Regions from separate parts of the Mus musculus genome. Here regions 1, 2 and 3 are each linked to region 4. Evidence: chromatin contacts called from public Hi-C data. All regions are on one chromosome and are shown on one strand. Each heading gives the region's core, a stretch centred on a gene start, on an enhancer-like site or on the middle of the called end of the contact. The rest is flanking DNA. Distances are from core to core; before and after follow the strand shown.

Region 1 (3,076 bases), core at 385-2,884, 350 kb before region 4:
TTCTTCCCTCCCCTTCCCTCTCTCCTGACAGAGTCTCACATAGCTCAAGCTGGCTCACCCACTGCATCATCTCAGAGAATAGTCACTGTTTAATCAACAATGATCTTGAATGTCTCATCTTTCCAGAGCTTTCTCAGAAGTGCTCCATTTACAGGTGTGACCACCAGTCCTGCAGCTCTGACATAGGGAGGATATTTAGCAACACTGTGAGAAAAAAAAATCTCCTATATATTCTTGACCATGACTTTGTGCTTTACATCATTTTCCCCCTCTGCTTGAAATATCATTTCTCTTGGTTCTTTGGTCTGTTCTTATTCATTAACCAGAATTTAACTTAGTCCTGGCACAACTCAATAGATATATTTCATCACATCTCAATATAGTTCATTATTCCTTCACTTTACTCCCTTAATATTTTGTATTAGAAGTTTACACACACACACAAGCATGCATGTCTGTTTATTCCTTATTGGTGTTGAGTTCTTGATAAAAGAAACAGACCCTTCATTTCTTCCTATATCCAGTGCCAATCCTGAACCAGCATTCCTCTCATAAACACTCATTCGGATGGAATTAGCGCATTTAGTTTTATATCTCTAGGCTCTGCTCCAAACACAATTGTATTAGGTTTGAAGCTTTCCTGCGCTGTCCTTGATTGTATATGTACTTGACTGAACTTGATTGTTCATAAAGTACGTGGTCATGTTATGCTTCTACCCTAGAGAATCTGAATAGTAATAATTATTTCATAGGAGGATCATAAAAACCAAATGAGTTGAGTAGTAGCAGGTACTTGACACAGTTCCTGACATGTTAAAAAAATGTGAATGTGTGTTAGCAGTCCCAATGCCACTGCCACATTATTATCAGTTTTAGCTATGCACACATTAGGTTGCATAGCCACCTGTGCACACATTAGGGAGTATGTATGGAGCTCTGACGACAATGTGTTGTCTCTTGATATGTCTATCACCATTACTGAACATAGTATAGCCTCAAGGGAAATCACTCTGCCAATTCATATGGATTTCCTTGGCCATCAGTGACTGAATATCTATTGCTCCACTAATATTTGTCAAATGAATGGTAAGATGAATGAAAACTGTACATAATAAGGCACTGAGAGACTAAGAGAATATTAAGTCTTTTTAGTGATTTCTGAAGGAGTATGAAGGGATGTCAGTTAGGACTGGGTTCTGCCATTTTTATTCTTAAAATAGAAAGACCAGGATCATAGTGCTTTAAAAAAAAAAAACAAAATAATATCCATTTTTCCCTCACTGATTCTTCTTTAGACTCCCAAGACTCAAATAGCACATTCTGCCAACTACCTTATCTTTCACAAGTCAGAGGCCACTGTTATGGTTAACTTCAGGCTCACAATCCTCGTTCTCGGGTGGGGGGGGGGAGATAACAGGGCACGTGATTACCGGCAGCTCTAACCCCACACCTCACTCAGAGGATCCCAATGATTATAGATGAGAAGGTAATGCCAACTAAGTCCTGGCAGTGACTCTCAGCGACTCTCCTTTCTGCTCTTATGTGACAAGTGGCTCCCAGACAGACAGTCAGGTGGACCCAGGATGCCCTTCATGCTGTCAAGAAGCAGCAGCCTCCTGCTGGTTAACAGCTGAAGCCTCGCCATCTCATTCAGAATACCATTCCTTCGACCCAGAGCTGGGACTCTTTGAGATCCTCACTCCTGCTGTGAAGAAGGCTGTTACCAGATGACAGAGCTCTGCTGTGGTCCAGGTATCTGGTCGTGATGGAGTTCTGTCTGTGAGGAGCATCTGCCTCCATCCTGCCAGAAACCAGACACCCCTTAACGAATGCAAGAAAGAAGCCCAAAGTCAGCTGTAGGTCTAGTTGACACCTATTCTCCCTTCATCCAGTATTTCTTAAATTTAACATTAGGACCATCCTGTCAAAATGCAGGTTCCAGATGAAAAGCTCAGGGGTTAAGCCTGAGATATGCATCTGTAACAGTTCTTAGATGCTGCTGCAGCCTCTGGCCTAAAGAAGGCACCAAGAAGCAAGGATTTAAAAAAAAAAAAATCACATCTTAAATGTCCACTGACTCTCGGGTTTCCGCTCTCATGACTCTTATCCATCATTTCCTAAGTGAAGCTAACATGTTTTTCTGACCTTCCAATGACCTTAATGTCTGAAAAAGGGATAACTCCTGAACACAATACTTGTGATACTCAGTGATTTTAAAATACAAACACCTTAAGTTAAGTTTAAAGAAAAGGAAAACCTTAGGAACCAATTATTCAATTTACGTAATAATTATCAAGGCAATGGGCTATTCAGTTCTGCTGTGATTCTGAGGTGTGAAATGGTCCTCCACAGGCTCATGCTTTTAACCACATGATGCCCAGGCTGTGGAGGTGTGGGGGAGGGTGTGAAATCTGGAGAATGTAAGGCTTACTGGAAGAAGTGAGCAACAGGAATGGAGCTTAGGGTTTTAGTGCTTACAGTGACTTCCTGATTGTTCTCTGTTTCTTAACTGCAGACACAATTTTAGCAGCCTCCTTCTCTGCAAGTATGGCTTTCAATTCACCTTGTAGGCCAGGATGGCCTTGTGTTCACAGACATGTACAAGTCTGTGTTTCTTCAGTGCTGGCATCAAACCATGAGCTTATACTGGGATCAAACATTTGGCTTATACTGATATCCCATGCAGTGCCAAAGCTTCTAGAAATAGAGTATATAGGTCAAAAGATGGTAAATGCCTCAAAATCAAATTTATTTTAATTTAAGTCGCCAATTAATTATTGACTATTCCAAGATGAACAGGCAACATATTTTTTTTTCCTTCAAGGATTTCACAATATCACAAGATGAATGAAAACTTGTGAGAACAGAAAGAAAAGAAGACACATCTCAGAATGTTCTGGAACATAGTGAGGAGACTATGCTGAGAGGTACTGAACAGAAAAGAAAAGAAGAAGGGCATCCCTTTTGTCTCTCCCAGTGTGAGACAAGTAATAGCAGCAATGTCACCTGGTTCACTTCCATGAACTTCAGAGCTTGGCAAGGTAATCACTACCTTAACATAACAGAGTTTAGGGTC
Region 2 (2,938 bases), core at 172-2,671, 320 kb before region 4:
AATTCAAATATACAGAGGAAATGGGGCCAGAGAGCAGCCCTCTGGAAGCAACTGTTGTGTAACATTTGCTGACCAAAATCCGATTCTTTCTTCTGCTAAAATACTTCAATTTGAAGGTAGATTAAATGAACATTTATATTCAGAACTCTCCCGAGAGTTTGGAACATTTTAATACTAAGTAGAATTTAATGAGTCTTCAGATATTAATAATGTCATTTGCTGCTCTTTATTGTTGTGTGCATGAAATGTTTCCTGAGAAATGGACCTTAAAAGAAGGACCAGTAAGGAATTGGGTTCTCAAATGAAACAAACACCATCTGTGCCTCCTGGAAATAATTGCTTGTATTGTCTTAATTGTCATATGGCAACATCCAGGACCTAAAGCGAGGCAAATGGGGAGGATTGTAGAATTGTTACGAAGTAGGGCTGGGCTCACCCATCGAACCCAGGAGGGGGCTGGGAGACACTGAAGGAACAAGCCCAACCTCCATCTCTAGACAGATGCATATAAGTGAGTATTTTCCAACCCAAGAAAGCCCAGATCAGTTGAACTTCATGGTATTGTTTTTATTGATTCATGTCACTGAAATTCTGTAGTAGGTTATTATTCATCTAGGACCAACCTACATGTATTTCCCCTGAGCTAAACAACTGGTTTTCAACACAGGTTTAGAGGCTAGGGGAAGTGGTTCTGTCAATAAAATGCTTACCATGCAAGCATGAGGACTTGAGTTCAAGTCCCCAGAACCCATATGAATAAAGTTGGGTATGGTGGCACATGCTTGTGTTCTCAGTACTGGGGAGACAGAGACAGGAATATTCCCTAAGGCTCAAAGGCCATCTAGCCTAGTTGCCTAAGTAAGTTCCAGGCAAAATCAAAAACCAAAACCAAAAACATTAAGACCATGTCTCCAAAAACACAAGGTGAGTTACCCCTGAGGAATGACAGCTGAAGCTGACCTCTAGGCTCCACACATGTTCACACAAATTAGAACACGCACACAAACACACACAGGCACAAACATATACACACCATAAAATTTAGAGTCACTCTTTTCTAATTGCATTTCACTGAAGCTTGCTAGACTTAACACACACTTTCCATTGCTTGTATGAAACTAGTGACTCAATCGCTCAAGCTGCAGACGTTTTGATAGTCTCATGAGCCCGTCATTTTGGAAAAGAAACACAAACAAAAAACCAATATGTTTGCCTAAGAGTGGGAGGAAAAACGACACTGGTAGAGGTGAAGAGCAATCGGAGCTGAGAACCTGCTCGGAGGTGTATAAAACACACATTCAGCAATACCACCTCCTTCCCCTGTGTTACACAAGGAAACTGTTCAGTAAGACTCTGGCATACACTGAGTGTCTGATAAGATTTGCTGAAATGGGAGTGGCCATGTGCCTTTATGCTTGCTCCTGCCAAGAGCCAAGAGATGCTGCAGTCAGTAGCAAGACCTTCCTTCATGGGGAGCTCCAGCATGGCAACTCAGCAGGGAACCTGCTGGGTTTCACTGTGAAAACCTCTTATTTACATTAAATTGCATCAGACTTCCCTCTGTCACCCAAGCTGGCACATGTTGCCATGGAGATAACTGTGCTTAGAATGTGAAAGTTCCATAAACTGCAGACTCAGCATACTTAAGAGACACAAACTCTCATTTCTTACAAACATCATGTGTAACATCATCAAATTAAAAATGGATTCTGGTTAGCTCCAAGTTCTAGATTTCCTATAGCTATGTTTCTAGTTCTTAGTACAGATAGAATAAAGACAGGCGCATATGTAACTTAAATGTTTCTTCTCTTATCTCCATCAGGCCCCTGCTTCTGTCCCAACCATAAATTGAGAGCAGAAATAGAAAATCAAATGAAACCAACATCAAATTCCACTACTGCTTACAAGGAAAGGCCAGCTCTGGGCACGCACTGTTTTCCATTTAAAGCTGCCGTTGAAATATGGTCTAATCACCAAGAAATTGAGAGAACCGGTTGCTCACATCCACAGCTAGCTCCTTCATTATCTGTAGCCCTTCACATCGGGGAAGCTGTTAGGCTTGTAAGGAAGGAACACAAGAGTTAAGTGAAGAACAAGGCAAAAGGAGCTAATAAATTCATTTCACTTAGCAGATTTCCAGCTGGTAGGTCTTTCTTAATGGGCAGAAGGAAGTGAGAGAAAAGTCAGGCCGAGTGACTCATCGGATCCCGCTCCGTGAGAGAATTAGATTTAAGTGGAAAAGGATGTTTCCTAGGAAACTACGTGATCTTCTTGGGGAACATCAAACAGGACCAATTTCCTAACAACAACCGTACTAAATTGATCTACCTCAGACAGCTTTATCAGTCAGGGGGAAATTAGAAGCCTTTTGTTTTCTTGGTCACTGTCATCAGATTGTCTACCATTCGAAGGCTTCTGGTGCTGCTTTTCTGACCTCCCGATAGGAATGATGTCTGCCCGCATGTCATTGAGAAGAAGTCATCCCTTCTTGCACCCTGCATCTTCTCCCAAGCCTTTGCAACTCACACCTTTTCATCTTCCTGTCTAAGCCTGGCATCAGCTGCTAATAATGTCTTTGCAGCAAGCCACAAGATTCAGTCATTATTAGAGTCACTAAAAATATCCTGGTAGCATTACTCATCTGGGGGTCTAAATTAACTTACTTGCTTTGGGCCATGACAGTGAAGAATCTGTAATTCACACTAATGGGGCAAAGGAGGCCAGCCTGGATTTGACATGTCCTGAAAATAAGTGAAAAAGACATTTCTTTTTTAGAAGAGTGCATTATCACAAAGAAAACAGAATATTTAATTCAATTATCTGTGATGGTTAATCTCCATTGTCAACTTGATGGGATTTAGAGTCCCCATGACAGCAAATCCTTGGACATGTCTGTGAGGGGGCCTTTACATTAGGGTAATGTGGTAGGAACACCCAC
Region 3 (3,014 bases), core at 101-2,600, 450 kb before region 4:
GAATTTGAAAGCTCTGGAATATGAATATGTTAGAATAACTGGTGTGTCAGTGTTAATTGTCAATTTGCCAGAGTCTAGAATCTCCTGGGAGATGGGTCACTGGGCATACCAATCACATAGTATAGATTTAGATAGTTAATGTGTGAATATTCTTTTTACTGTGAGTGGGATCATTCCCTGGGAAGAGGTCCTTGGACTAAATAATACACAGACGGACAGACAGATCTCTACAAACTGGAGAAAGAAAGCTGAGAGCTAGCATGAATGCACTTATCACTCTCTGCTTTCAGACTATGGAAGTGATTAGACCAGATGTTCAAGTTCCTGGTGCCATGAATTTACATACTGCCACAACAGACTGTACCTTGAACTGTGAGTTAAAATAAAGTCTTTTTTGCTTCTGGGGGTTTTTCTTTCCCAGCCACAGAAAGATATCTGAAGCATTCCTTGAGGTTCTCCAAGAGAAAGGAGTCTTCACTAAGGCACTAAAATATGCTTTCCTGAAGGGAATGCAGCCTCATTACCAACCTCTGCTGCTGTCTTTGGCTGTTTCTCAGTTTGGGTATAAAACATTAGGGACTGTAACTTTCACCATTAAGTATCAGAACTTTGTATTTTAGTGAGGTAACATGGCCATGTGATGTCAGATGCCATATGGTAATATGCAACCATTTCTGACCATGATGACGTATAATTATTGTGTTGTGGTTATTGCAAAACACACGGGAACATGGTTGTTCCAGTCATCAGAACCATATGATGGTGACTGATTCCTGGTGTCCCAAGGCCAAAAGTAAGAATGTCAACTGCCAACTTACTAAATTGTTAATATATATATATTATATATATTATATATATATATATATATATAGGCAGATATATATATATATATATATATATATATTATATATATATATATATAGGCAGATCCTAATCACAAAGATAAACGGTCCGAGTGTCTCAACTTGTTGAATCTGTTTGAAGAGTCTGCGCCCAGAAAACCTAGGAAAGAAGAGTCCAATTCCTCCCTTTCCATGGCAATACGATGTGTCTGTGTCTCATGGAATATACACTCACATTTAATTTTGCAGAACTATAAAAGCCCTCAGTTTGCACTCATTATGGATAGAACTCCCCATAGCCAGGTGGATGGGAGGCCTGCTCCTGGGATGGACCATGAACCAATTCTCTCAATTGTCTAGTGTTTGCTTCATGGACTCATGAGCCAAGTAGCTGTTTGGCAGCCACAAGAACTCCCGGGCAAGTTCCGCAACTTGAAACCCCGAAACAGTCCTTCCATGATCAACTGCTGTGCCTGCTGGGTATCCAAATTACCAACGGCAGAGGTTACATCCAAACACTGATATGGCTCCATTCCCAGGTTGAAGGTGGGGAGAGATTCATCAAGCCTCCTAGTGAGAGTTTGATTACATTGGACCCCTTCCATCATGGGAAGAACTGCAATCTGTTCTTATAGAAGGAGACATCTATCCTAATGCAAAGTTCCCTTCCTTGTGTAAAATTCTCCCTTCAGATTCATCTTACTTGAACAGGACTGTCTCTCAGGTGCAGGATGGCAGTTCACGATGCTCATCTCCACCCTACAATTGTGGAGTCTTACTCTGCACTGGAAGTAGGTGATAGGATTTGCCCTTGGCATTCTCTGGCTAGAATGTGTCCTATCACCTAAAGAGAATTGGCTTTCTGCGACAGCTTTCTGCGACAGCTTCCTGCTCTTCTGAAGGGAGATAGCAACTTGAACAAACATGGGACAAGATTTATCTGAGTTAGAACATATCACTATCATGAAGCAGGGTGCGCACAGAAGTGCTCTGCTCATCTAAAGAGTAATTTATAGAATTGTTGCTTTTTATTATTTCTTGTGTGTGTCCATATGTGTGGCTCTGTGTGCATATATCTGTGGGTATGCCTGTATGTGTGTGTGTATGCACGTGTCTGTGTGTGTCTGTGTGTACATGTGTCTATGTATATGTCTGTATGTGTCTACATGTGTCCCTCTGTGCATGTGTCTCTGTGTGTGTCTCTGTGAATATCTGTGTGTGTGTCTTTGTGTTCCTGTGTGTGTGTGAATGTAGGTGTGATCATAGTACAATGTTCCTGTAGACACAGAGGATAACATCTGGGAGTTGATTCTTGCCTCCCAGCTAGTTGATATAAGATCACCTCTTGCTTTTTTTGATGCTGCTCTATATAGTCCCAGCCGGCTTCTTTCTGGCAGGGTTCCTGCCCCTGCCCCTCATCTTTCCTCAGACTTCTGGCTTTAAACACACACACTGCCACTGCATCTGATTCTTTTACAGATCAAACTCAGGTGAAGAAGCCCACATGGCAGCTCCTTTCCCTGCTGAACCATTCTTCTGGCTGCAGAATCTTTTTATTATTAAAGTCACAAACTTGATTGCATTAAATTTCCTAGTTCCTAAGAGGAAAAAAAATTTTTTTTCAGAGAACACATTTCTAGAACCCCAAATTAGAAATCTGAGACTATTTATTTGCCAAACTGGTCTTTGATCTGGCAGACATAGGACAGGGTTGGGGGAAATGTTTCAATCCTTAAAAATAAAAGGGAATCTGTCCTGTTGCTGCAGAACAAATGTAAGAAAGGCTGTCTTGGTATCAGAAGTGAGGACCCTCCTGTGAGCTGGACTGTCACTTCGGTATCCCAACTTGTATTTGCTATTTAAATCCTTTGTAAGGGAATTCTATTCTTGGTTATTGTTTAAAGCAGTTGATCAAGAGAAACATGAAAAACTACTCCAGGGTGTTACAGGAACAAAGAGAAAAGGAAACCAAGCTTTATGTTCAAATTTAAAATGATAACTTTAAACAGCTGTGTGTCCCAAGGTTAAAAACAAGCAACGCCAATTTAGAAAACATGGAGAAATATGTAGGAGATGATTTAGTGTTTACAATGGCTGATGGATAGGGATAGAAAGTCTGGAGACTGTCTTTGGGTGATGTCCTCTGATAATAAAGAGCCACGAAGAGAAATG
Region 4 (3,110 bases), core at 426-2,925:
GAAACACCAGGAGCTACAAATTTAGGTCTTGAGACATTGCGTCTGTTGCTTTCCTGGTGTCTGTCAGAGCTGGGGGGGGGGGGGGGGAGGGGTCCAATCAGGTGAATCATATGCTGGGCTCCAAGGGTTCTTTACAGTGATACAGTGACTATTTGGGGGCTTGGTGGAGTTGGAGAGAGGCTATTGAAGAGATGAGTGTGGTACCTGAGCCAGCCTGAGCCAAGCCTAAGCCTGTCTGTTCTCTGCACACAATTTTCACCCCAAAACACAGAAACATAAAATAAACCAACTACACATAAGGTAGGACAGAAAGAATGACAAGAGATTTGGAAGGGTGGAGCTACCCTCTGATGATACAGGGGTTAGTTCACCAGGAAAATACAATCATTTAAAATGCTATGAACATGCCGAAGATCAAAGCCCATGGGGCTGAGGAAATGGTTCAGTCAGGAAAGCGCTTGCGGCACAAGCATCAAGACTAAGTGTGGATCTCCGACACACATAAGAAGTCAGGTGTGCTTTCTCTAGCTCCTTCATTGGGTACTCTGTGCTTCCAGCCCCCTAGGAGGAACAACAATATGAACTAATCAGTAACCCCAGAGCTCCCTGGGACTAAACCATCAACCAAAGAAAACACACGGAGAGACTCATGGCTCTAGCTGCGTATGTAGCAGAGGATGACCTAGTTGTTCATCAATGGGAGGAGAGGCCCTTGGTCCTGTGAAGGTTCTATGCCCCAGTATAGGGGAATGCCTGGACCAAGAAGTGGGAGTGGGTGGGTTAGGGAGCAGGAGGAGGGGGGAGAGGATAGGGGATTTTCGGAGGGGAAACTAGGAAAGGGATAACATTTGAAATGTAAATAAAAATATCTAATTATTATTATAATAAAAAATGTCAGGTGTGTTCTTGCAATCACAGTGCTGCCAAGGAAGAGACAGGAGGATTTCTGGGACTCTGTTGCCACCAGCTCTCCCCTAATCAGTGAGCTACAGGTTCACAAAGAGATCCTGTGTCCAAGAGAAAGAACCAGACAGACAACTCTAGAGAAACAGCACCTGCCATTGACCCCTGACTTCCACATACAAACTCACATGTATACACACACACACACACACACACACACAAACTCGCAAACATACGATTAATGCTCTCCAGAAAACAAAAACCAAACTTCATGATTTTTGTTTGTCTGATTGTTTGTTAAATCAAACACTGGTAGAAATAGATATGTAAGAACACTTGAGCCAATCAATCCTCAAAAAAAGAGAATTTTTTATAACAATTTATGACAGATAAGTGTCATCTATGAGTGTGTTTTTACAAATTGTACCCAGTCAGGTCTCACAAACTAAAGGACCAGGAAGCAAAGGCTTCGAAAGCCAGGGAAAGGGGAGGCCACCAGACTGAGCCGCAAACCCACGCTCATCTGGCCCCCAAGTCAACACTCTTTCCAGGGGAGCTTGCTAGCAAGAAATAAGAAAGATAGTACAGAATCAAAATCTTTTTTAAAATCTACATAATTCATTTGGTTGAGTATATTTCTCTTCTCCCCAGTGGCAGCTTCTTGCTATTTTCCCCCACCTGTTAATTACTCGGGGCTGGTATGGGGGCGGACTTGGCTTCCTGAGGCAGCCCAGGCAGGTTGTCACGCTGTCAAGGATCCCTTCATTAGCAAGCTGTCAATATGCTGCCAACAGCCACCATTTGGTTTGTTCAGGGAGCAGAGCTGTGGTGTGGAGTCTTGGCTCCATCAATTAGAGGAATTAAAAAAAAAAAAAAAAGAAAAGAAAAAAAGGCAAGAGGCAGATGTCTTCCAGTCTGTTCTCCGCAACAGACTTGGGATATGGCGTGGGCTTTCACTGGGAGGAGGGCGGTGGGGGTGGGTTAAGGGAAGTGTCAAGGAGGAGGAAGCTAACAAAAGTATGGCGAGCAAGACGGAGGCGTTGAAAGATATAGACTCCTCGTGCCACGGGGTTCTGAGTAATGCTAGCTTTGGCCATGTCCTTGCTACAGTGGACAGCTCAAAAATCAAGCTTTTAAAATGGTTAGGAAGCCACCAGTTGGATTTTAAAAGTGAAAGGTGCCATTTGCCTACAACCTTTTCAAAGTTACCCTAATGAAGCAGAGAAGACCTGCCAGTCCCTGGCAGCCCTTTTACAAGCCTGCACTCTTTCTGTTAATTGGCACCGTCAACCCCTGAGCCTCCAGGCCCCTAGACTTCCCAGTCACGGCGTGCCTGCAGACATGTTGCTTTTCAGAGGGCCTCGTGTAAAAGAATGACAGAAGCCTAATTTTTGAGCAACTCTTTGCAAAGCTGGGGTAACAATAAAAACTTTATTCCTGGAGTCTCAGACCCTACTCTGCATCTCTTCCCACAATGCCTCGCAGCTGTGCCCACCTAAACTGTGCTCAGATTCTCTACAAGCAGGGAGACCTTGGGACCGGAAAGGGTTTGCAAAGCTTGCCTCAGAGCTGTCTTTGTTGTGGAAGGGAGTGTGCACAACTCAGATTTCAAGAACTGACAAAATATAGTCTGTTGTGGAGGTGCGTGCCTGTGATCCCAGTCCTTGAGTGGAGGAGGCAGCAATCGAAAGGTCAGGCTGGAGACATGGCTTAGACATTAAGAATACTGGCTGTTCTTCCAGAGAACCTAGCCTTGTTTCCCACCCATAGGGTAGCTCACAACCACCTGCAGCTCCACTCCCAGGGGATCCAAGGCTCTCTTTTGTCTTCCATGGTTATCAAGTGTGCACATAGACACACATGCAGATAAAACATGCATATACATTAGGAAATTTAAAAGAGTTTAAGGTCATCCCCAGCTACATAGTAAGCTCAAGGACAGCCTGGGCTACGCGAGCCTTTTCCAGGGTGCGCGTCTTCACAGGAAGTACCTCTTTCTTTTGCTTTTTCCTTCCTTCCTTGCTTCCTTCCTTCCTTCCTCTCTCTTTCTTTCTTTCTTCATTTCTTCCTTGTCTTGTCTTTCTTCCTTTACTTCCTTCTATTTTCTTTCTTTCTTCTTCTTCTTCTTCTTCTTCTTTTTTTTTTTTTTTGGTTTTTCGAGACAGGGTTTCTCTGTGTAGCCCTGGCTGTCCTGGAACTCACTTTGT

Evidence for each region. Hi-C and Micro-C count contacts between places; a contact is called where the count stands out from the background.
Region 1: a contact with region 4 is called in a Hi-C map of cerebellum, with 1.9 times the contacts expected there. The contact joins two enhancer-like sites. A contact is called at or near these places in 5 of 484 Hi-C or Micro-C datasets (cerebellar granule neurons, cerebellum and cerebral cortex) and 1 of 115 datasets of contacts at active chromatin or transcription factors (neural progenitor cells).
Region 2: a Hi-C map of forebrain shows a contact between it and region 4, with 7 times the contacts expected there. The contact joins two enhancer-like sites. A contact is called at or near these places in 1 of 39 promoter capture datasets (hippocampal neurons) and 3 of 484 Hi-C or Micro-C datasets (the N1E-115 cell line, cerebral cortex and forebrain).
Region 3: a Hi-C map of cerebellum shows a contact between it and region 4, with 2.0 times the contacts expected there. The contact joins two enhancer-like sites. A contact is called at or near these places in 1 of 39 promoter capture datasets (hippocampal neurons) and 3 of 484 Hi-C or Micro-C datasets (cerebellar granule neurons, cerebellum and cerebral cortex).

What each region holds. Positions count from the first base shown.
Region 1 is chr9:112,825,132-112,828,207 of GRCm38.p6, forward strand. No RefSeq gene overlaps it. Among named protein-coding and RNA genes, the nearest start is that of Gm36251, 300 kb to the right of the region's middle. Within about 2 kb of position 1,635, at least 7 of the 459 cell types and tissues checked have an H3K27ac peak or open chromatin away from gene starts, as enhancers often do. A contact at or near this core is called in cerebellar granule neurons and cerebellum, where this site is marked.
Region 2 is chr9:112,859,125-112,862,062 of GRCm38.p6, forward strand. No RefSeq gene overlaps it. Among named protein-coding and RNA genes, the nearest start is that of Gm36251, 260 kb to the right of the region's middle. Within about 2 kb of position 1,422, at least 12 of the 459 cell types and tissues checked have an H3K27ac peak or open chromatin away from gene starts, as enhancers often do. A contact at or near this core is called in forebrain, where this site is marked.
Region 3 is chr9:112,721,326-112,724,339 of GRCm38.p6, forward strand. No RefSeq gene overlaps it. Among named protein-coding and RNA genes, the nearest start is that of Gm24957, 200 kb to the left of the region's middle. Within about 2 kb of position 1,351, at least 3 of the 459 cell types and tissues checked have an H3K27ac peak or open chromatin away from gene starts, as enhancers often do. A contact at or near this core is called in cerebellar granule neurons and cerebellum, where this site is marked.
Region 4 is chr9:113,175,631-113,178,740 of GRCm38.p6, forward strand. All of the region lies in intron 2 of Gm4657 (a long non-coding RNA gene), which reads right to left. Among named protein-coding and RNA genes, the nearest start is that of Gm4657, 22 kb to the right of the region's middle. Within about 2 kb of position 1,676, at least 32 of the 459 cell types and tissues checked have an H3K27ac peak or open chromatin away from gene starts, as enhancers often do. A contact at or near this core is called in cerebellar granule neurons, cerebellum and forebrain, where this site is marked.